4 separate regions of the Mus musculus genome follow, and all the other regions are linked to region 1. Evidence: chromatin contacts called from public HiChIP or PLAC-seq data. All regions are on one chromosome and are shown on one strand. Each heading gives the region's core, a stretch centred on a gene start, on an enhancer-like site or on the middle of the called end of the contact. The rest is flanking DNA. Distances are from core to core; before and after follow the strand shown.

Region 1 (4,834 bases), core at 1,186-3,685:
TGTAGTGTTATTATAACAGTCAGTGTGTCCCCTCGCCCAGCTATTAATCAATCGCTGCTCTCTCAGACGGAAAGTGTTAGGCTCGGAGTATTTATGGGCAGGTCTTCAATACCCGTGACGTCGCTGCCCATATATGGACTGAGGAACAGGGCTGGGCCTGGCAGCTTTTGCCGTCACATGGCCAATTTGCATACGGGCTTGGCTGCGCGGGCTCCGCTGAGCTCGCCAGGAACGATTTGCAGCCGGTGGACAACCACCCGGGTCTGGGGCTCTCGGCCCCTGCCTGCAGCGGGGACTCCGGACTGCAGAGTTCAGCGGGAAGAAGGCGCGAGCACCGACCCTAGCGCGGCCGCCGTGAGTTCACCCACGGCGGCCGCGCTGGTAGCTCTGTCTCTTGGGGCGGGGAGGAATTCCGGTTCTCCGAGACTTTCCAAAAAAGGAGAAGATCCGGTAGTGGCGGCTCCGCCTCCCCGGCCCTTGTTTGGGAGCCATTCCGGAAAATTAAACTTCGGAAAGAAAACCGAGCGCTGCCGAGACACTACAGTCAAACCCCTCCTTCACTTTCTTGGCAGCTCAAAACCGCAAGCAAAAGAAAAAAAGAGAGAGAGAGACAGAGAAAAAAAGAGAGAGAGAAAAAAATTACCCGCACTCACGGAAGCTGACTGCCTTTTTCTGAATTACACGGTGGAAAGTAGTGTCTGGTGATAAGAGTAAATGCGGTCTTGCTTTTTTGGAAAGTCTGTGCTATTTATACAGGAGTGAAAACGGAACAGGTCTGGGCTGTTTGTTTGTTTAAGTATTTTTAGGTAACTTGAGGGTAGGGGTTAGGGTAGAGAATGGAGCAGAAGGGCTGCGGGAGCTTCGGGGAGAAAGATCCTCGGCCGGAGGCGCCCCCTCCCTCTGCCCGCGCTCTCCCCGCCCCCTCCCCTCCAGCTGCTGCTCAGAGCGGGCGCCCTTCCCGGCGTGTCTGGGCGGTCCGCTGCGTGGGGGCGACCAGATGGAGGCTTGGACACTCACCCTGCCCGATGCGCATACACACACACACACACACACACACACACACACACACACACCACGCTCGCTCCACTTCCGCTACACACTCTCCCTCCTCCGCTGCCCTCTTACAAACCCACTCAACACACCTTACGCTACACACTACACACCTCCTCCCTCTTGACAGCGCGCGTGTGTGCGCCTGCCTGCCTGGCGACAGTCAGGATATCCTAGGAAGACACTGCCTTCATCTTCACAACTCACCAACCCCCCGCACCCCCCCCACGGGGAGGGGTGCATCCTACCACCCGCGCCTAAGGTCTACCCCAGGAATAGCCCCCCCCCCACGCCCTTGCTTAGAGCTTCCTCTGCGCTGAGTGACAACAAATGGCACAGTTTCTGGTAGCCATGGCCCCCACACGTGTTTTCCCCGGCAAATAAATAAGTCAATAAATAAACAAGCCCTTCCAGGAGAAAGCTTCCTGCTAAATGACCAAAAACTTTTAAGAGAGCTAAAACTGCTGGCCCTCCGGACACTCGGTTCCCACCTTCCCCACGCGCCCAGCCCTCTTCCGATGCGCTCTGGCTACTGCAGGGTACCCAAGCCCGAGGCTCCGGGATCTACGTAGCCTGGGATAGCAGACGCAAGCTGGGAAACTGCCCTGCCCTTCTCAGCTTCAAAGTCCCGCAGAAAAGGGATTCAGACCGGGCTAGGCTGTTCTCTTTCTTGACCCACGCTACCCGGAGCAGCGAGGATCCCCAGCGGGCAGGAGCCACGGCGCCACGCCGTGGAGGGAGCGCGGCGCTGCAGGCGCTCTCCCGCCCATCACCTGCGATGCCCGCGGCCGCAGCGCGCCGGCTCCTGCCCTATTGGAGTACGGTGGTCAGGGGAGCCCCAGTGCCACCAGGAGCCGGCTTGTCGCCGCTCTCTGAGCAGCGCTGTTCTCCTCGTGCCAACCGTGAAAGTTGTTCTCCCGGGAATGGTCCTCGCCATTACTTCAAACGCCCAAAAGCATTATCTGGGAAAGTTTCTCGATCGTGCTCTGCGCGCGATCTCCTTTCCAATTGGGGATCAAATTCAAAGGGGACAGGAGAGAACGCTCAGCGAAACCTCTGTGGGTATCCCACCCTCTTAAAAACCCTGCAAAGCCCTGTTTCGAAGGGAGAGGGGGGAGAAAAGGAAGAAATAGTGGTGCTCTTACCACGTGCGCCAGCCCGCTCCGCCTGCGCTCCGGCCAGTCCCGCGGCCCCCGCGCTGACCACAGGCAAGACGACGCCTCGGTGGGGAGCCCGACTCTCATCTCCAGCCTGGGTAGGGAAGAAATGGGGGGTCGGGTTATGCAAATAGAGGTCCCGGCGGTGGGACTCAGGTTACGGGTCCCCCACCAGCCCCAGAGGTGAAGCACCCACCCGCGCGGGAGGCGCGGGCCCTGGCGACTGCTGGCGCTTCGCTGCCGTCGGTGCACGTGGGCGGGAGGATTGCAGCAGCCGCCCCTCTCCCCCGCGCTGTCGCCAACCCCGCAGGCTGCCGCCTCGCGCCGCCCCGAGGGGGAGCTCCCGGGCGGCGGAGAGAATGGGGAGCAGGGAAGCCAGCCCAGGGCAAGACGCCCGATGATGGTAGAACTGACTGGAGCGCGGGAAGCTGGCGGATTGCCGCTACCAACCTTCGCAGAGGAGGACAGTGGGGGTAAGAGAAGTGGTTCCATACCATCAAGGAGTCTAGAAAGGGGGAGAGGGGTGGGGGGGAACCCTGTGGAAGCTGAGCCTTCCAAGAACTCTCTCACCTACCCTTAAGAGCTTCGCTGGACCCAGCTATGGCTAAACATGGGGGAGGGGAGGCAGGTGCTAATAGAGGCTAGCTGCCCCGAGGCAGGCCAGGCTCTGAAGGATGCCCGGGGCCAGTCCCTCTCTCAGCCTTTCCAGAACATCGGAGGAGAACCAGTCTTTGATAGCCTTACTTACCCCCCCATACCCCACTTTCTTCCTCCCCCCTTTAAAAAAAAAGTACAAACCTTTAAATGTAGTCAGCGTAGATAATGGAACAAAATCAAGAGCACATATTTCAAGCCAGCCCCAGCGAGCTTAGACAGATAAGTTCAGGAAAGCTAAAAGAACTTGCCTAAAGTCTCGCAGCTGGTGATTGGTGGTCCAGTTCAAATCTGCTGCCCGGTCTTCAGGATCCAAGTCCCTTGCCCTGGTCACTATGCGGGGTGCTCAGAAAGCCTGGCTCACCCCATTAGGGAAGAACACGCCGACTTCATCAATTTCATCTTGCTTTGGCATTTCAGAGGAAAGTGAAGCTGAGGTGGTAGTAGAGGGTGGCTACAAGGCAAGAGAGAGGGGGCTGTTACAGACAGACCCCTTCAGGGAGAGGGAGAATTCCAATGTAGCGACTCTGCAGACCTGTTCCAGGGAAGGAATGACCAAGCATATTAATGCTGCTGTCTTAAGAGAACCCAACCCCATGGTATCCTTCCTGGAGGCAAGGAGGGGTAAGAGGAAGGCAGGGGGTGTGATTCTGTTCTACGGAGAGGAAGAACCCTGAGATGTGGGAGTGGAATACCAAGGTGAGACCAGGATTCCCTACTTTGGAGCATTTGAACTGTTAGTGTTTAGATAAAAATGCAACAAACAAATGACGAGAGAGAGAGAGAGAGAGAGAGAGAGAGAGAGAGAGAGAGAGAGAGAGAGTTGTCACTACATGTGAATAAGACACTCCAAAAGATATCAAGTCAGGAACAATTTGCTGCCAGACTCATTTGCTTTTTCCAGAGGAGGTCAAAAAAAACCCAGGAGATTCCTTTGATGCAGGCTGCCTGGGATGAGGGTAAAGTAGCACTGTGGGCAGTTGGGAGATGGCTAGAAGGTCCTAAGGAATGCCTTGTCAGGGTGGTTTTGGACTTTCTTTCGGTCGGTCTCGTAGCTGTTCTACAAAGTGTGTTAACAGGATGATGGTTACTCAAGAGACACGTCAAATGATTTACCACATGCATTTTGATGTGCCAAGAAACGTGTTTGGATATCTTCACATGTGATGTCATTTTCCTCCCACCTGCGACTGCTGGTGGAGAATGGGAGATGCAGCCAAGGTTAGCATCCCCCTTAACCATAGACGCAAGCAAGGACCAGATCTGCAATTCTGATGGCACAAAGCACGTGGCCTTTAAAAACCAGACAAATGCTAACTGACAAATAGCTCCCCACACCTAGTATCTCAGGACAAACTTGAGGACCTATGGGTTTTAGCTGAGCTCATGCTATGCCTGACAGAGCTGTGGAGCCAAAGTTAATGACATCCCAGTGGCATAGATAATATGGACAAGACCCTTAGGACCATATTTCAGAGATGTATCAGTACTGGTTCAAGCAGTGGATGGGCAGAGTCTTAAAACTATTTCTTGATGATCAACCGTGATTCCAGCATGTGCTACACTCTGAGGGATATGATGGTACCTAGACCCAGGTCCAGCTCCGAATCCCACCGAGTTTGTCCAGCACATCACTCAAAGGCACCATCACGGTGGCTGTGTTTGCTCCCAACAAAACAAAATATCCAGCTGAGGACCTCACCTGTCACAGATCTGAAGGACATGCAAGGATTGGGGGTGGGGGGGTATGATCTCTGGAAAGAAGGTTTCGGGGAGAATGTAGGTATAGGACGGGCCTTGGGGCAGGAGAAAGCAAGGTACATTTGTGAAGAGAAAGTCCAGTGTGGGTAGAGATTTCCAGATCATCTTCCATGCCTGGCATTGGGGCCAAGGAGAGCAAATACAGGCAACGGTCTTGTGAGCATCCTAAAAGGCTTCAATCCTGGAATGAAGTACATTCCTCGGCGGTCAAT
Region 2 (4,834 bases), core at 1,466-3,965, 250 kb before region 1:
TTGATGCTGGAAGTACATGCTTCTCTGGTCCTCAGCTAACACTGACTGAGCCCTCCTTTCCATGTGCGAGTGAAGAGAGGCAGTTTTCCTTGTCCAAATGGAGACAGTCCAGCTCAAGATGTTCAGCTGGAGGATGGAATGCCGGGCTAGATGTCAGAGGGGGGCTGGCCCTGGAAACAAAGATAAAAAGAGAGGTAATAATTTAAGTTGTGGGTGGAGGCAAGATCATCTAGGGTAGCAGGCAAAGCAAAGAAGAAGAAACAGCCAAAGACAGGCTCTTGTAACATTCCCACTTGTGGGCAAGGGAACACATATCATGAGGTTATCAATCCCAGGAGATGACATAGAGTTGTAAGGGGGCAAGGACCATGGGAAAGGAGAGTGATATGTCATATTGTCAAAGGGGTGGGGATTTCAAAGGAGTCCTGGCTCATAGTCAAATGCCACGGAGGAAGAGGCAAAAGAACAGCTGAAAATCACAGTTGAGGTTGATCGTGAAGCTGTAACTATGGTAGAGATCTGAAGCAGGCCAGATTGCAGAGCAATCCGGTGACCAGGACAGAAAGAGGGCAGAGTAATTTTCTAGGAGGTTTGGTGGTGAAAGGAAGGGAGAGAGAACATGAGAGATGATGTGCACATTAGCAATGTTGCTTTTCTAAGAGTGGGGTCTTGCCGGGCAGTGGTGGTGCACATTTTTAATCTCAGCACCTGGGAGGCAGAGGTAGAGGCAAGCAGATATCCAAGTCAGCCTGGTCTATAGAGCAAGTTCCAAGACAGCCAGGGCTACATACACATAGAAACCCTGTCTCAAACAAACAAAAGTGGTAGGGTCTTCTGGGCTGAGATGTAGTTTGGGGGTGGGGTGCTTGCTTATAACACACAAGGCTCCATGTTCTAGTTCTGTACCTCACCCACTCTAAAAGCAGAACTCAGATAAACACATATGTATGGCAAGACACCTCTGAGAAGAGAGGAAATTACCAAAAGAGCTGAAATTACTAACACGTGAAATGAATCTAACCTTGAAGGGACATAGATGTGACAATCTCCCCGGATCCTTACCTCAAGTCCCCATAGAGCCACAGTATGGTAGTCAAGGGCACACAACCTGAAGCCAGAATGCCAGGGTTGCAATGGTGACTTTACCTTTAACTTGACATTGTGACCAGTGTGGTATGGTGTAATAACTTTTAAAACATGCAAAATAACAGTATACATTCTATGGGATTATTTATGGCTTCATACCCCAGGTTAAAATGGGGGCTCTCTTCCTATCAAGCTTCTAAATTGAAAATGTGTCTTTTACATGAAAAAGCAGAAGTCATAGCTTAATGATGTAGTGTTTCTCTTCCTTCGGGAAGTGGGAAAATTGTGGGCCTACCCATTATTAAGTTAGGGGCTATCTTTACATAAAATATGTAGAGTGGGCATGGCACACTGTAAACGCTGTACAGTAATGCAAACTAAAGGCACAGAGAGAATCAAGAGTGATGGGGGCATTGAAGTGGGGGGAGGAGCTTGAAGAAAATCCTTGTCACATTGAAAGTCAGTTCTAAGAGCACCCCGTTCATTAAGCCTTTCTTCTTGGAACCAACCTGCCTTCTGTTTTTGCTCGTCCTCTTCCTGTTAAACTTCTGTCCACTGTCAGAAACCAAACCACTCATATTTGGGTCAGGAAGAGTTGTGTCCTAATTCCTAGGAGTTTTAATGCTAAAAGTGCAAGGGGGGGGGGTGCAAGCAGAAGCAATATGAATTCTGTGGAGTGAGTTATAATCTGGTTCTATTTCCTAAAGTAGGAAAAAAAGATGATTTAACACAAAAAGCATTGCACACTCAAAAGGTAGAAGCCATGTCGAGAATTCCTATGGAGTCAACAGTGATCTTCTCACTGGGTCTACAGCACTTGGTGACCCACTGTCCTCTGTATGAAGAAAAATCTGGTGTCACTTTCTTAATGCCAATAGAACCACTCGCACTTGGAGTTTCCTCTAGTTCCACCATTGCCCCCATCTCTTATAGCTGCTATACTCAAGGCAGAACGAGCCATTGGGAAGCAAGTTGGACAGAAGATATGCCACACAGCTGCCCTTCATGACTTGGCAGATGTGAGAAGATAAACGAGTTTATCTTCTAGTGTCTGCCTGGATCGCTCTCTAATTCTGTTGATAGGTACCTCTGCCTCATAGCTCTGTGCTGTTCAGAAACACTCTACTCCCTGCTCTTTACTGGAATCTTAAGCTTCCCTGTTAGATTTTAGTTGGCAGGATCTTCACCAAGTGGCTAACCGATAGCCAGGTCATAAGGATTCTTTGCTCACAAGTAGACTCGCCATCCTGGGAGTGGATTCGTTAGCATGACAGTGGGTTTGTTACGAACCAGGCTTAGTTCTCCTCCTCTCTTAGGTGTGTCCTCTCATGATGTATTGTATCCTGCAATGTTTTAAAAAGCAGAAGGACCTAGCTTGAAGGGACACTTCAGTCGTGTATGTCTCGGACTCCTGGAGCTCTGAGCCAAGTGCTGTTCTCTTTATGTTAAGTAACCAAGTCTCAAGTGCTCTCTTGCAGCAATGCCAAACAGATAAGCTGGGTTAAAGCTAACTGCTTTGTCATTTTCTCTTCACCTTAGACGGGAAAGTTAGGTCAAAGGTTTGGGTCCAGTGATGCAAGGCCAGTCTGTGACTGTTGACTTTATAACCCAAGCAGATGACTCAGAATTTGGAGTTTGGAGCTTGGAGTACTTCCAGTGGGTACGATTCCATGGTGTTCCTAAGTAACAGTCAGAGCAACCTGTGACTAAGAGAGTTACTATGCAGCACACTGTCAAGTAGTCCCATTAAATGGGGTAGAAGCCAGAATTCCATGATTAAGAAGGACTAATGGAGGCTGGCAGGATGGCCCAGTGGGTAAAGACACTTGATGTCAACACTAATGAGTTCACTTCTCAAAGACTCACAAGATGGGAGGAGAAAACTGACCTCTGAGTTCCACTTGCCCACTTCCTTACACACACCTTCAATGATTAAATAAACGTGCAGTAAAATGACTTCATTCCTGTGTCTATGGAATTCTAATGGGGAGATGATTGTTGCTTAAGAAAAAGAGGAGCGATCAGAGCAACAGTTAACAGGATATTGGTCTGAGAAAAAGGAGGCCATGGAAACATCATTTCTCACCATTTCACCTGTCTTAATTGCTCTCCTCTCCTGATCAGGATTACACCTACCATCCTTTGGCCTTAGTCAGCCCTGCATCACCTGTAAAACAATGCAAATTTAGTGTCTTCAGCTCTGGGGCACAGAAATCCAAAACAGGTCATAGCATGCTCAAATGAAGGTACTGGGGGTGCAGGAAGGTACTGTGTCTTTCTTCATGTTGGAAGAAATGCCTGTTTCTCATCTCTCCCAGCTTATAGAGGTTTAAGTATAGCTTGGACAATGGTATATATTTCCAAAACAATGTAGCCTCCAGATCTCTGACTGTGAGTCTGTAGTATTGCCTCTTACACTGGCTCTCGCCCTCCTTTTTCCTTCTGAAAAGAGCCCTGTGATTATCTTGAACTTACTTGGATAACCCAGAACACCTTACACTTTGCCATTAATAACACCCTCCAAAGTCCTTTTGCATTAAACATGCACAGGTTTCAGCATGAGGGCGTCCTCGGGGGCAGGGCTCCCACCATTTTGCTTACCGTAGTATTCCTGAAGGTTCACATAAACTACAACACCCCCAATCTGTATTTTCATCTGTGATATGATGATACTGGAGTCTCTCAAGGTATCTTCATGAAATTATGATGATGGAATGTATTCTTAATGTATGACCTGAGGTTTTAAGTGTTTGCAAAATGATACTTTAAGGAATTCGAGGGATGGAGATGGAGCTTGGCGGTAGAGTGCTCTCTGTCTTGAAAGAGCCTGGGCAAGGTCTTGAACTTCATACCCAGAACCTCATTTTCCACAAGACACCTTGAGGCTGAAGGCAACAGATGGATCACTCTTAGGTGAAACAGACAACACTGATTTATTTAGTCTACTTCTGACTTTTCTTCTCCCTCTGTGTGTGTGTAGAGAGGTGTGTGTCTGTTGCTTGTGTATGTGTACCTGTTCATGTGTGTGCACATGTGGTGTAGACATGTAGTGTCCAGGGATGAATACTGGATGTCTTTTTCCACAGTTCTCCATCTTGATTCTTTAGGACAGGGTCTGCCACTGTACCTGGAGCTCATCAATTTGGTGAAATGATCTGATCAGAAAGCTCCAGGAGTGTTCCTGTACCCTTGTCACAGTTAGGTTGATAAATGCAGCCATCTTGCCCCACATATTTTTACATGGGTCTTGGGGGTCTGAACTCAGGGCCTTATACTGAGGCAGAAAACACTTTACCAACTGACTATTTGGGACATTTCTTACCAAAGCACCAAGGAAGGAAGAAGATGAAGAGAGCCAAACAATATTAAAGGAGGAAAGTGCCCAACATCACACATACACATCACCCTTCAATTGTGATTTGATCCTCATGGACACTGAGCCCTGAGCGTACATCCTCGGTAGCCAGAGAGCTTGTCATGTTTGTGCCTGAAAGGATTGTGAAAAGTCCTGTTGGTGGACAGCTCAAGGGAACAGTTCTCCCGAGTGCCTGAAGCCATGCGTTCTATCTCGAGGGAGGTTTTCTTATCAGCAAGTCCATCCTGTTACCATCAGCTTGCTAGTGAGGACCTGGGTTAGATGCTTCCCTGCAAGTGCCATCAGCATGGGCCAAAAGACAGCTACAGATATGGATTTGCACAGCCACAAACAGGAAGTGCACACCAGCTGGATCAGGAAGGGGTCCAGAAG
Region 3 (4,834 bases), core at 1,389-3,888, 210 kb before region 1:
CAGTTGGTTGTCGCCATAGCAATTGTATTACTATTATACAAGAGGTCATATCTTGCCTTGCAGGTTAGGATCCTTATTCTTAGGAGCCATAGCTGGGTAGGAGTGTTGAGCTGACGTCCCTTCTCCTCTAAGAAACCTGCTGAACACCTTCCTGTGGCCCTGTGAAAACCAGCCAGTGAGGTAACAGTTTCTAGTTCAATTCCAACCTAATTGTTCTATATCCTGCAACTAAGGTGAAGCACATACATTGTACACACATCTACAGGCATACATAATACACCTACGTACATGTACACACAATCATATTGAAGCAAGGATCAGTCTTATAAAAGTTTGATATTAGATCTGTCGGAATATCTAAAGTAATACTCGTTCTCTGTTTACTCAGCTAATCTCCCTCTCGTAACAAATTTTCATCTGCTACTTCAAGGGAGTTTTAATTTTCTGTCTTATTTATATTTAAATTTCCCGTACTTAATGTTCTTCTGAAAATGATTTATCCTTTAATTGAACATGGCTGGTAGGAGCCAATGCATTGTCCTGACATTATGATATATAGATTCTGCCTATTAGCATTACAGAAATCACTATAAACCTTACTGGCATTTTAATTAAAATAAAGCTTGCTGGTAGTTCAGGAACCATGTGAGAAAGAAGAGAAAGAGAATAAAGTAAAACTACCCATGTAGCGGATCACACATTAACATGTTGATAGACGAATGGTACCACTTTGAACATGGGCTGTGACGTGGGATTTTAGGACACACTGAGAAGATACATCCCCATAGAGAAGCCTGGAATGTGGTCATTTCTCCTTTCTGGAACTCAGGGCTGATGTGTCCCTATAGAACATGCTGCGATGGGCTCCTTTCTCTTGATATTTTCTTCTGTGACAGGGGACCTAAGGACCTAGAGACTGTTTTGTTGATTCTGATTGGCCTTTCTTGTTCTCCAGGTATGGTGGCATTTAGATACTGTCCTTGGGAATTACCCATGTTCCTCGTTTATTTGTACCTGCCTACTAAAACAGAAAAACAAAAGGTACCCTATGGTAATGTATGACCTGCTGTTATCAACAGAAATAAAGTATCCATTTGTCATGATTCCTCCCTCATTTATAAAATCAAGAGGAAGTTGATGATGGCCTATTATGTAAACACTCTGTGCTACAGCTATATTTGTATTAGATACTTTCTGTCCACGTATACTTATGTGACTTGTTAGGAGCTAATGATTTTCCTTAGACAGCCTCAACCTATTTTGATGAAGCAGCCTTGGATTTCTTTGGTTTAGTTTGCGATACTCCACTGAGGACATCCCAGGGCTTACAGGCCCCATGCTTCTTCCCCTTTCTAGCCTCATGTCAGAAGTTCCTCAGGAATCCAGTTCTGAAAATCACTAGAGGGTGTGCATTGTGCGAACCCATGAGAACATACACTGTTCCCCATTCTCTGACTTACTCTCTGGTTCTTTTCTGACCAGATTACACTGAGAGTGAGTCAAGTTATTTTTTTTTCTTTTATCCAAGTCCCTGGAAGTTGGTCCGTAGCCTGGACTCACCTCGTTCCTATATAGACACGGCTAAGAGACTCATTCGAAATCTGACTCATTAGCTCAGGAGACACAGCACCGAATCCATGTTCTTTACATAAAGTGGAAATGATACTTAGCCAGCAGTGCCACAGATGGAGATCCAGCTGCATAGTAATATAATAATAAGCAGATTGCTGATGTCAGCGACTAGGGTGCTGCAGCCTGCTCAAAGCTTTTGCTACTCTAGCATCTTCTTTCATTCAAAACCTGTTGTGCTTATGTGCCCTTTGAATGACAGGTCATCTTCAAATTTCACCAAGTGCTCCCAATCCAAGATGGCTGGGGGTACTTAGGAGCTCGTGCTGAAGCTTTGCCGGGCAAGAAGCAGCTGTCACCTGAAAAAAGAGGAATAGCATGAATCCACAGATTTCCTTAGAACCCATGTCTCCAGACAGTGCCCAGACACTGGAGGAAGTCTGAAGCTTTAGAACTCACCACAGTGTAAGTGAGAGAGGGGAATTCTTCACATGCAGCCGATGAAATAATGGGTAACTGGTCTCTAGCAAATGGCCAGACATTTCCAAGAAAAGACTCAAGCGACAGCTCTCCAGTCATTACATGGAGGTACACGGGTCTCGTCGGGGGGGGGGGGGGGCTCAAGATAAATAGCATGATGACTGCACTTTGTATTTCTCCAAGTGAGCCTGTAGGGGAATCAGCTAAATGACATGAAAATGGTCATCTGTTATGGATGAGAATAATAACCCCATAAAGTCATTTTTATCCCGAGTTCAGATCCGCCTGCTTCTCTCCCCTCTCTTTCCACATGCTGTAATGGGATAAGTGGTGTTTTCAATCAGGGAGGGATGGGGGAAATTAAGAAGCTTCAGGAAAACTGTATCCCGACTTTCCAAGCCCTGTCTAGGCCAGTCTACGGTCTAGGCAGAGGCTGCCTTCCTCCTGCCTGGAGATTTCCATGGCCAGCGGAAGCAAGGCAGGGACAGCTGAAAATAATTGCCCTTGTGACCCTTTCCCAAGGAGATCCTAAGGTTGAAGGCTTGGAGACTCAGCTTGTTGCCATCCTGCCTTCATTTCTCTGGGTAAGAAGTCATGCTGAATGAATTTGTGATTCACTTCATAAACACTTGAGGGAATGGTTTCTTGCCTCCTTGAGCCATGTTTTGAAATCTGGTCTGCACCACCCTTCAAAATATAAAAGAAAAAAAATAAAGGAAAGCTTTAATAAACCAAATGACTGCTTTGCTCAACAAAGGCAAAGAGTGTCTCTATTAGTGTTCATTATGGGAGAGTCTGCCCCAGTAGGGTGTGCATGACGTAGGTATCAGCCCTGACTGACTGGGGGGCGGGTAGTTTACAGAGAGAATGACTACATTTCAAATGGTTTGAAAACATATTTATAAAGTCTAGAAATGTAAGGTGACTTTATTTATTCTGCATCTATGTGGCAAATTTATCAGATCCAACTGCTTTCCTAAGAACACCCCCTACTCACTGAAGAAACCTTCTTCATTTGAAATATGCATTCTTTCTCTTTGGAAATTCATTACATTAAAGTATATGGGAGGGGTAGGGAGAAGACCTAGTTAGCAAAGTGTTTACATTGAAAGTACAGGGACCTGAGTTTGATCCTCAAACCCCACATTAATTAGAAGGAGGAGGAGGAGGAGAGGAAGAGGAAAAGGAAGAGGAAGAAAGAGGAGGGGGAGGAGGAGAAAGAGAAGGAGAAGGAGAAGAGGAGAAGAAGAAGAAGAAGAAGAAGAAGAAGAAGAAGAAGAAGAAGAAGAAGAAGAAGAAGAAGAAGAAGAAGAAGAAGAAGAAGAAGAAGAAGAAGAAGAAGAAGGCGGCAAGTATAGGGGTGCTTGTAATGCTAGCCCAGGGGATGCAAGAGGCAGGCAGGTCCCTGTATCTCACTTGCCAGACAGTCTAACCTAAGTGGTAAGCAGGGGGCCAGTCAGAGATCCCTGGCTTAAAAAAAAGGAACAACAACAAAAGTAAGAGTGTCCTCTGGGGAATGACACCAGACATGTTTCTCTGGTCTCCATAGCCGAGCACACACACACACACACACACACACACACACACATACACATTTGTATGCATACCCAGGTGTGTGCACATACCCACATGCTCACACACATGTAACTCTACACAAACTCTATGCTATACTCACGGTATATGATTTTAGAAGAGAAATAAAAAAAGACAGAGAGCATGTATACTCTGCTTACACTGAAACTGAGCAATTGGCTTGGCCCAATCAGCTCAGTTATGAGACTCACATGGACTTTGGCCAACAAGATCTGGATGCTCTTCAAGTAAAATACCAGATGGCTCAACTAACCAGCTCTATCCACCGATATCCAATTGTTTTGCACAGAGAGACTGAGCCTTGAGCAGAGCCTATAGTGTATCAGCTGTCATATTTCATTGACTCCTAAGTGAAGAATAAATCTCTGAGAACATTCTCATTTCCGTAGATGAACAAGTCTTCTATGCCAAGTCTTCCCAACACTCCGTATAGCATAGCAGATTATTCTATTGACAGAGCACATTGCATGTAAAATATAGGGTTCAAAGCCAGAGTAGCTGGTTTCATGACACCCTTGTCTTAGGGATTTACATACCTGTACACGTCATTGACCCTTGGGTAAGGCAGTTGTTTGAAGGCACAATGAATGACATTGCCAAGTGAACAGTGTCTCAAGGCAGGAGATGGCCCCCAACTTCCTCTTATGATATCCACATCATAGACTCTGTCAGCCTAGAACACAGGAAGAAAATAATTAGAATGTTATGAATTCATTAGGTAGAGGATGAACTTTTAGGGATGCTTACAGGAAGATGGCATTGTGAAAAGGATTTCTTATGGGGGAAATTTTGTTTGCTACAAGGACCCATGGTGAAAGATAGTTAGGTACAATAAGCCTACTACCTATGGCCTGTTAGTCTTTAACAATTATCTTGAGGTATGTGTAATTTAGCAACTAAAGCATCTTCCACATTGCTGTTTATGAAGGACTTAGCTCCAAAAGATGCACAGTCTCTCTTCTAAGACCTTCTGATTGGGGCTTTGCTCTCCTTCATCTTGACTTTGTTGCTAATTCCTCTTTATATATAATTAACTTCTATCCAGGGTGCCTTTCTTCCCGATTATTGCTTTCAATGATTTTTCCCACTCACCTCCCTGGCCACCTAGCTGTTTCCTAGAATATCCCACCATGGTTCTTATTTTGCTTTGGGCATATTGGGAATTGAATTCAGTATCCCATACACATTAAGT
Region 4 (4,834 bases), core at 1,032-3,531, 150 kb before region 1:
TGCTAGTAACCCCAACACTGGAGGGATGAAGACAGGGGGATCTTACCAGATCACCAGAAAGCCAGTCTTTTCTAGGTGCTGTTTTCCAGACCAGTGAAAGGTCCTGTCTCAGAAAAAGCCAAAATGGACAGTTCCTGAGGAGCCATTTGAGATTGTCCCCAAACTCCACATGTGTATAAACACATACAAGCTTCATTAGGACATAGGCACACACCCACCAGAATGCTAATGCACACACACACACAAATACATGCAAAGGTGCACAAAAATAAATGACTAAGACGAGCATATAACCAACTTCTACGAATTGTGGGAATTTATCAGTGCCCACTCTAACGGGACAAAGTGTTTATGGAGGTGAGCTGTCACACTGTGGGGTTTTATTCACTGTTAAGACAATGAAGTCACTTTATGCCACACATCTTCTAGAAGAATATCACACGTTTACATTTTTTTATTCAAATATTCTATTCTAAATACTTACAATAGGAATGAAACAATAGTTTCATAGGGCTGGTGAGATGGCCTGGTAGATTAAGCTGCTGGCTACAAAGCTTGATAGCCTGAGTTATCGGTTTGACCCCTGGAGCCCATGGGAGTCAAGAAGCTGACTGCTTCAGATTGACCTTTGACCTCCCCATGCAAGCCGTGGCCCACATCCAACCCCTACCAGGTGTACAAAATAATGAAAAGGTGAAATAAGTAAGCAGACAAAATAATGTCCTCCTGGGTCTAAAAGTAAGTATGTGCTTACTATTCAAAGCTGGAAGATTTCTTGAGTTCACTTCAAGACGTCCGTTCAGGAGAAGATTTCAAAGAACCCTTAATCATTTAACTCAATAAGATAAAGCGCAGAAAGTTTCTGGACTCTTGATCTGTATTACAAAATTCCCTTCCAGAAGGTTTGTAGTTCACACAGTAATAACTTGTTTTAAAAAATTGTATCTGTGCTCATTTGATAATCACCATCTCCTATTTTTTTCTTCTTTTTTGCATGGCCTGGTGTTTTCCCTGCATGTATGTCTGTGTGAGGATGTTGGATCCCCTGGAACTGGAACTTCAGACAGTTGTGAGCTGTCATATGGATGCTGGGAATTGAACTCTGGTCTTTTGGAAGAGCAGTCAGTGCTCTTAACCACTGAGCCACCTTTCTTTCCAGCCTCAACACCTCATTTTTGCTTGCTAGTGAGTTTGAAATTTTATCTAGATAGTTATGCTAACAATAATTTTGTGTCTAATAATAGACTATATATTTATATACCGAGGGTCTCTGCTGAAACCTTAAGGTTATCCTCGATGGTTTGAGTACACTTTGATAAGGTTATTGAGTGTCTTATTATGTCAGTAAGTCCTAAAACTTAACCTTTACCAATGTATTTGTTTTACAATCTTCTGCATATCGCATCAGCTCTCCACGGAGTCAATGCCGCAACCCCTTTTCACTTTCAGTTTTGAGACAGTTTTGTGAAATTGTCCAAGCTGTCCTTGAACTTGGCTCTGTAGTCTAAACAAGGCCTTAACTAGAGACACCCTCCTTCCACAGTCTTCTGAGTAGCTGGGATTACAGTCTGGTGCTACCAGACCCAGTTTCAAGATAAACTATAGTATCTACTTATAAAAAAATAAATAAATAAAGAGTTTCTTTTGGAAATCGTCTAGCTCATTCAGATGTCAGGCCCACCAAATTTTCGCAAGATGGGTTTTAGTTTCATTTTTAAAACTCTTTTTTAAAAAATGGTGTGCTGTTGTATTTTTAACTGAATTAAATGAGTTGGTAATGAGTTGGGAGGGGTCACAGGTTTGAGCAGTGTTTAATGTCCTCTGCCGTGCCCAGGAGCTACTGAAGAAGGCAGGGGTAATTTTCCCATTCCGTACCCTCATTCTCCTGTGACTTGCCAAGCGCCCAGCTGGCCTTGATTTTTTTTTTTTTAAACGTTGAACCTCTGTTCTTTTTGAGGTTGAGCTCCCAGTTCTCATTTTCTATCTGGACAGTTGCCCGCCACCTAGGAATTCTTGCTTTCCCCAGTTCACACAGCACACAGGCAAATTCGTATTCCCAAAGGGCGTGGGCTGAGCCTGGGTGGGCAAGCCCACCAATGCATCCTCTCGAAGATGCTCCTGCCACAGACTCCTGGATCTCTAACACGGCAGGGAATAGAGAATTGAGGCAGTCATCAGCTGACCTTAAGATGTGGAGATGACTCGAGCTTATCCCATGAGTCCAATGTCATAACAAGGGTCCTTACCCGTGAAAGAGGAACCCAAGAGAATCAGTGTCACTGTGTTTTGATATGACAAGTCATTGAGGCTCTTGAGATGGGAGACCACAAACCAAGACACACAGAGGGCCTCCAGCTGAAGCTGGAAGTCAGGGCAGCTCCTATGTGGTATGCACTCTCTCCAGACTGTCAACCCTGGAAGAGCTTCTCCTTGCGGGCCGATATTACCCATGATTCAAGGCCACGGCACGCTGGTTAGTGACCATTCCAGACAGCTTGATGACTGCTATTTTGGCTGCACTGCCTTATTTCCTCCAACACTCAGGTATTTCCATAATTGCCAGAAACATAACCAGCATCTAGAGCCGAGTCTAAGTAAGACACAAGTTTACAGGAATCTTCCCCAGCAGATCAAGTGGCAAGGACTTGGGCAAAGGGCAAGCAGGAAGGAAGCTGGGGAGACATTCTACTGAAACTTGGTTTTTTTTTTTTTTCAAAGAAATCACAAGGCTGGACCTTCTGCCCAGTTTGAAAGAGGTCTAGAAGAAGGTCATGACCCCTGGGTTGGGTGAGACCACTTAACTACTGTCTGCACTATGGAAGATAACAATCATTGGCTCTTAGGTACCTGCCCCTCACCCCATCTCTAAAAGACTGGATAGCTCATGAGTATGAACTGCAACCACTCTTGGCTAGACTTTCTGAGGGTTAGGCTGGCAAACTAATCATTGATAAGATTTTGTGTTGCCTAAACCAGTCAAAGCTGCTTTAGTCCTTGTCTTAGTTAGGGTTCTACTTCTGTGAACAGACACCATGACCAAGTCAAGTCTTATAAAGGACAACATTTCATTGGGGCTGCCTTACAGGTCCATTATCATCAAGTTGGGAGCATGGCAGCATCCAGGCAGGCCTGGTGCAGGAGTAGCTGAGAGGTCTACATCTTCATCTGAAGGCTGCTAGCTGAATACTGACTTCCAGGGAGTTAGGATGAGGGTCTCAAAGCCCACGCCCACAATGACACACCAACTCCAACAAGGCCACGCCTCCAAATAGTGCCACTCCCCGGGCCAGGCATATTCAAACAATGACAGTCCTTGAGAACTGTGTTCAAGTAAGTTGTTCAAGTAAGACACTGTGAGGGTCAGGAAGAAGTTGTCAGTTCTGGGTAGAGGGAGTATGCCTCAGAAAGGCACCCATACCTTTCTTTGTCCATTGACTTGAGAGGGACCTGCTTTCTGCATGTCATAGCATGCATGCCGAGTCAGAGGGAACTCTGAAGAGAAGATTAGGTCTCAGTGTCTTTAATGCCATCACACCGCCTGGACTATACAGGAGGTGATCATTGCTCTGAGAATGAATACTCTAGGGTCAGCTATTATTGCTAAGGTCCACTAGGTACCTAGGAATATAAATGCAATATTAGTGAGGTTTTCTAGCTTTGACTGAGGTGATGAATTCCTTAGCTCTAGCTCAAGCTCATGAAAAAGATCAAAAAGAGTCTTCTTCAGCAAGAACTGGTTTCTTTTTTTCAATTTCTTTTTTCTGTATATGGGTGTTTTGCCTGCATGTATGTCCGCTACCATGTGCATGCCTGGCGCCCATAAAGGCCAGAAAGAGGGCATTGGATCCACCAGGACTGGAGTTTCAGAGAGTTGTAAAGCTGCCATATAAGCACTGAGAATTGAGCGCTGGTCCTCTGCAAGAGCAGCCTGTGCTCTGAATTGTTGAGCCATTTGTGCAGTGCTCCTATTCCCTGCCAGAAAGTTTTTGTTTGTGTTTTGCTTTGTTTTGTTTCGTTTTGAACCTTTTAAAAAATATTGGCAGGGTAGGGGGTTGAATCCAAGTCCTGAGGGTGTGTGTGTATGTGTGTGTGCATGCACACACCTGCATGCACATGTGGACATGTGCACATGTGTGTGGATGCCAGAGATGGACATCAGGTATATACCTCCATTACTTTACTCTCTCTCTCTCTCTCTCTCTCTCTCTCTCTCTCTCTCTCTCTCTCTCTCTCTCTCTCCCTCTCCCCACATTACCTGGTTTTAAACACAGCATCCACAGCTAGGCTTGCTGGCCAGTGACCCACCTGCCTGCACCTTTCTTCCGTAGGGCCACAGAAACATGTCACTACACTGTACTTTGTCGTGGATGCTAGAGATCCAAGTTTAGATCTGCACACTTGTGTAGCAGACACTCTGAATACTGAGCGGTCCTCCCAATGAGTATTTTACTAATGGATTAGCATTCTTTTTCCCCCTAAGAGAGAGAAAACACTGTCTTCTCTGAGTTATAAGATTTGAGGTGGGTATTTGAGGAAGAGAAGAAAAGTGATTAAAGGTAAACTAGGTTAAAAGTTATATCCTAAGGCCATAATTTAATGCATGGTTTTACTAAGAGTGTGCACAGGGCATTGAGAGAGTGATGATACCTTAGTATAAACACACTCAAGAGATACCCCCTCACCATTACTGTTACTCTGTATGGTTATGTGTTCTTCAGTGATTCAAATGCCATGCTTAGAAGAACTGGGGAGATGGTTCAACAGTGAAGAACATATACTGCTCTTCCCGAGAACCTACTTTAGGTGGCTTACAACCACTTCCATAACACCAGCT

The links. HiChIP or PLAC-seq counts read pairs in DNA pulled down with a chosen protein or histone mark.
Region 2: an HNF4G HiChIP or PLAC-seq map of pancreatic cancer cells shows a contact between it and region 1. The contact joins the promoter of 4930543I11Rik here to the promoter of Egr2 in region 1. A contact is called at or near these places in 11 of 39 promoter capture datasets (the 3T3-L1 cell line, 3T3-L1-derived adipocytes, the C10 cell line and 6 more), 2 of 15 datasets of contacts at CTCF or cohesin (the NIH/3T3 cell line and large pre-B cells), 10 of 484 Hi-C or Micro-C datasets (B cells, the C3H10T1/2 cell line, Th1 cells and 5 more), 19 of 115 datasets of contacts at active chromatin or transcription factors (the NIH/3T3 cell line, acute myeloid leukemia, bone marrow-derived macrophages and 12 more) and 4 of 9 other capture datasets (adipose tissue, embryonic stem cells, liver and 1 more).
Region 3: a contact with region 1 is called in an H3K27ac HiChIP or PLAC-seq map of vascular smooth muscle cells, with 5 times the contacts expected there. The contact joins the enhancer-like site here to the promoter of Egr2 in region 1. A contact is called at or near these places in 14 of 39 promoter capture datasets (the C10 cell line, the HPC-7 cell line, the SN4741 cell line and 10 more), 1 of 15 datasets of contacts at CTCF or cohesin (large pre-B cells), 19 of 484 Hi-C or Micro-C datasets (CD4 T cells, LSK cells, Sertoli cells and 10 more), 32 of 115 datasets of contacts at active chromatin or transcription factors (the NIH/3T3 cell line, SST interneurons, acute myeloid leukemia and 21 more) and 3 of 9 other capture datasets (adipose tissue, liver and pancreatic islet).
Region 4: an H3K27ac HiChIP or PLAC-seq map of microglia shows a contact between it and region 1, with 6 times the contacts expected there. The contact joins the enhancer-like site here to the promoter of Egr2 in region 1. A contact is called at or near these places in 5 of 39 promoter capture datasets (the C10 cell line, embryonic stem cells, liver and 2 more), 2 of 15 datasets of contacts at CTCF or cohesin (CD8 T cells and large pre-B cells), 6 of 484 Hi-C or Micro-C datasets (bone marrow-derived dendritic cells, bone marrow-derived macrophages, centroblasts and 3 more), 22 of 115 datasets of contacts at active chromatin or transcription factors (CD8 T cells, DN3 thymocytes, the SCID.adh cell line and 16 more) and 4 of 9 other capture datasets (adipose tissue, embryonic stem cells, liver and 1 more).

Annotation. Positions count from the first base shown.
Region 1 is chr10:67,533,100-67,537,933 of GRCm38.p6, reverse strand. Egr2 (early growth response 2) reads right to left here and starts at 2,435. Exons shown (of 4, transcript NM_001373983.1): 1 at 2,404-2,435; 2 at 2,196-2,301. The coding sequence starts at 2,294. Gm32255 (a long non-coding RNA gene) reads left to right here and starts at 1,754. Exons shown (of 4, transcript XR_380523.3): 1 at 1,754-2,680.
Region 2 is chr10:67,783,624-67,788,457 of GRCm38.p6, reverse strand. It overlaps 4930543I11Rik (a long non-coding RNA gene), which reads right to left and starts at 2,715. Exons shown (of 3, transcript XR_380531.4): 1 at 1,596-2,715; 2 at 1-170.
Region 3 is chr10:67,745,360-67,750,193 of GRCm38.p6, reverse strand. Gm40681 (a long non-coding RNA gene) reads left to right here. Exons shown (of 3, transcript XR_871797.3): 2 at 64-180; 3 at 956-1,042. Among named protein-coding and RNA genes, the nearest start is that of Gm40681, 31 kb to the left of the region's middle. Within about 2 kb of position 2,638, at least 29 of the 459 cell types and tissues checked have an H3K27ac peak or open chromatin away from gene starts, as enhancers often do. A contact at or near this core is called in the NIH/3T3 cell line, the SN4741 cell line, adipose tissue and 4 more, where this site is marked.
Region 4 is chr10:67,687,643-67,692,476 of GRCm38.p6, reverse strand. No RefSeq gene overlaps it. Among named protein-coding and RNA genes, the nearest start is that of Gm32438, 3.8 kb to the left of the region's middle. Within about 2 kb of position 2,281, at least 21 of the 459 cell types and tissues checked have an H3K27ac peak or open chromatin away from gene starts, as enhancers often do. A contact at or near this core is called in adipose tissue, bone marrow-derived macrophages, macrophages and 1 more, where this site is marked.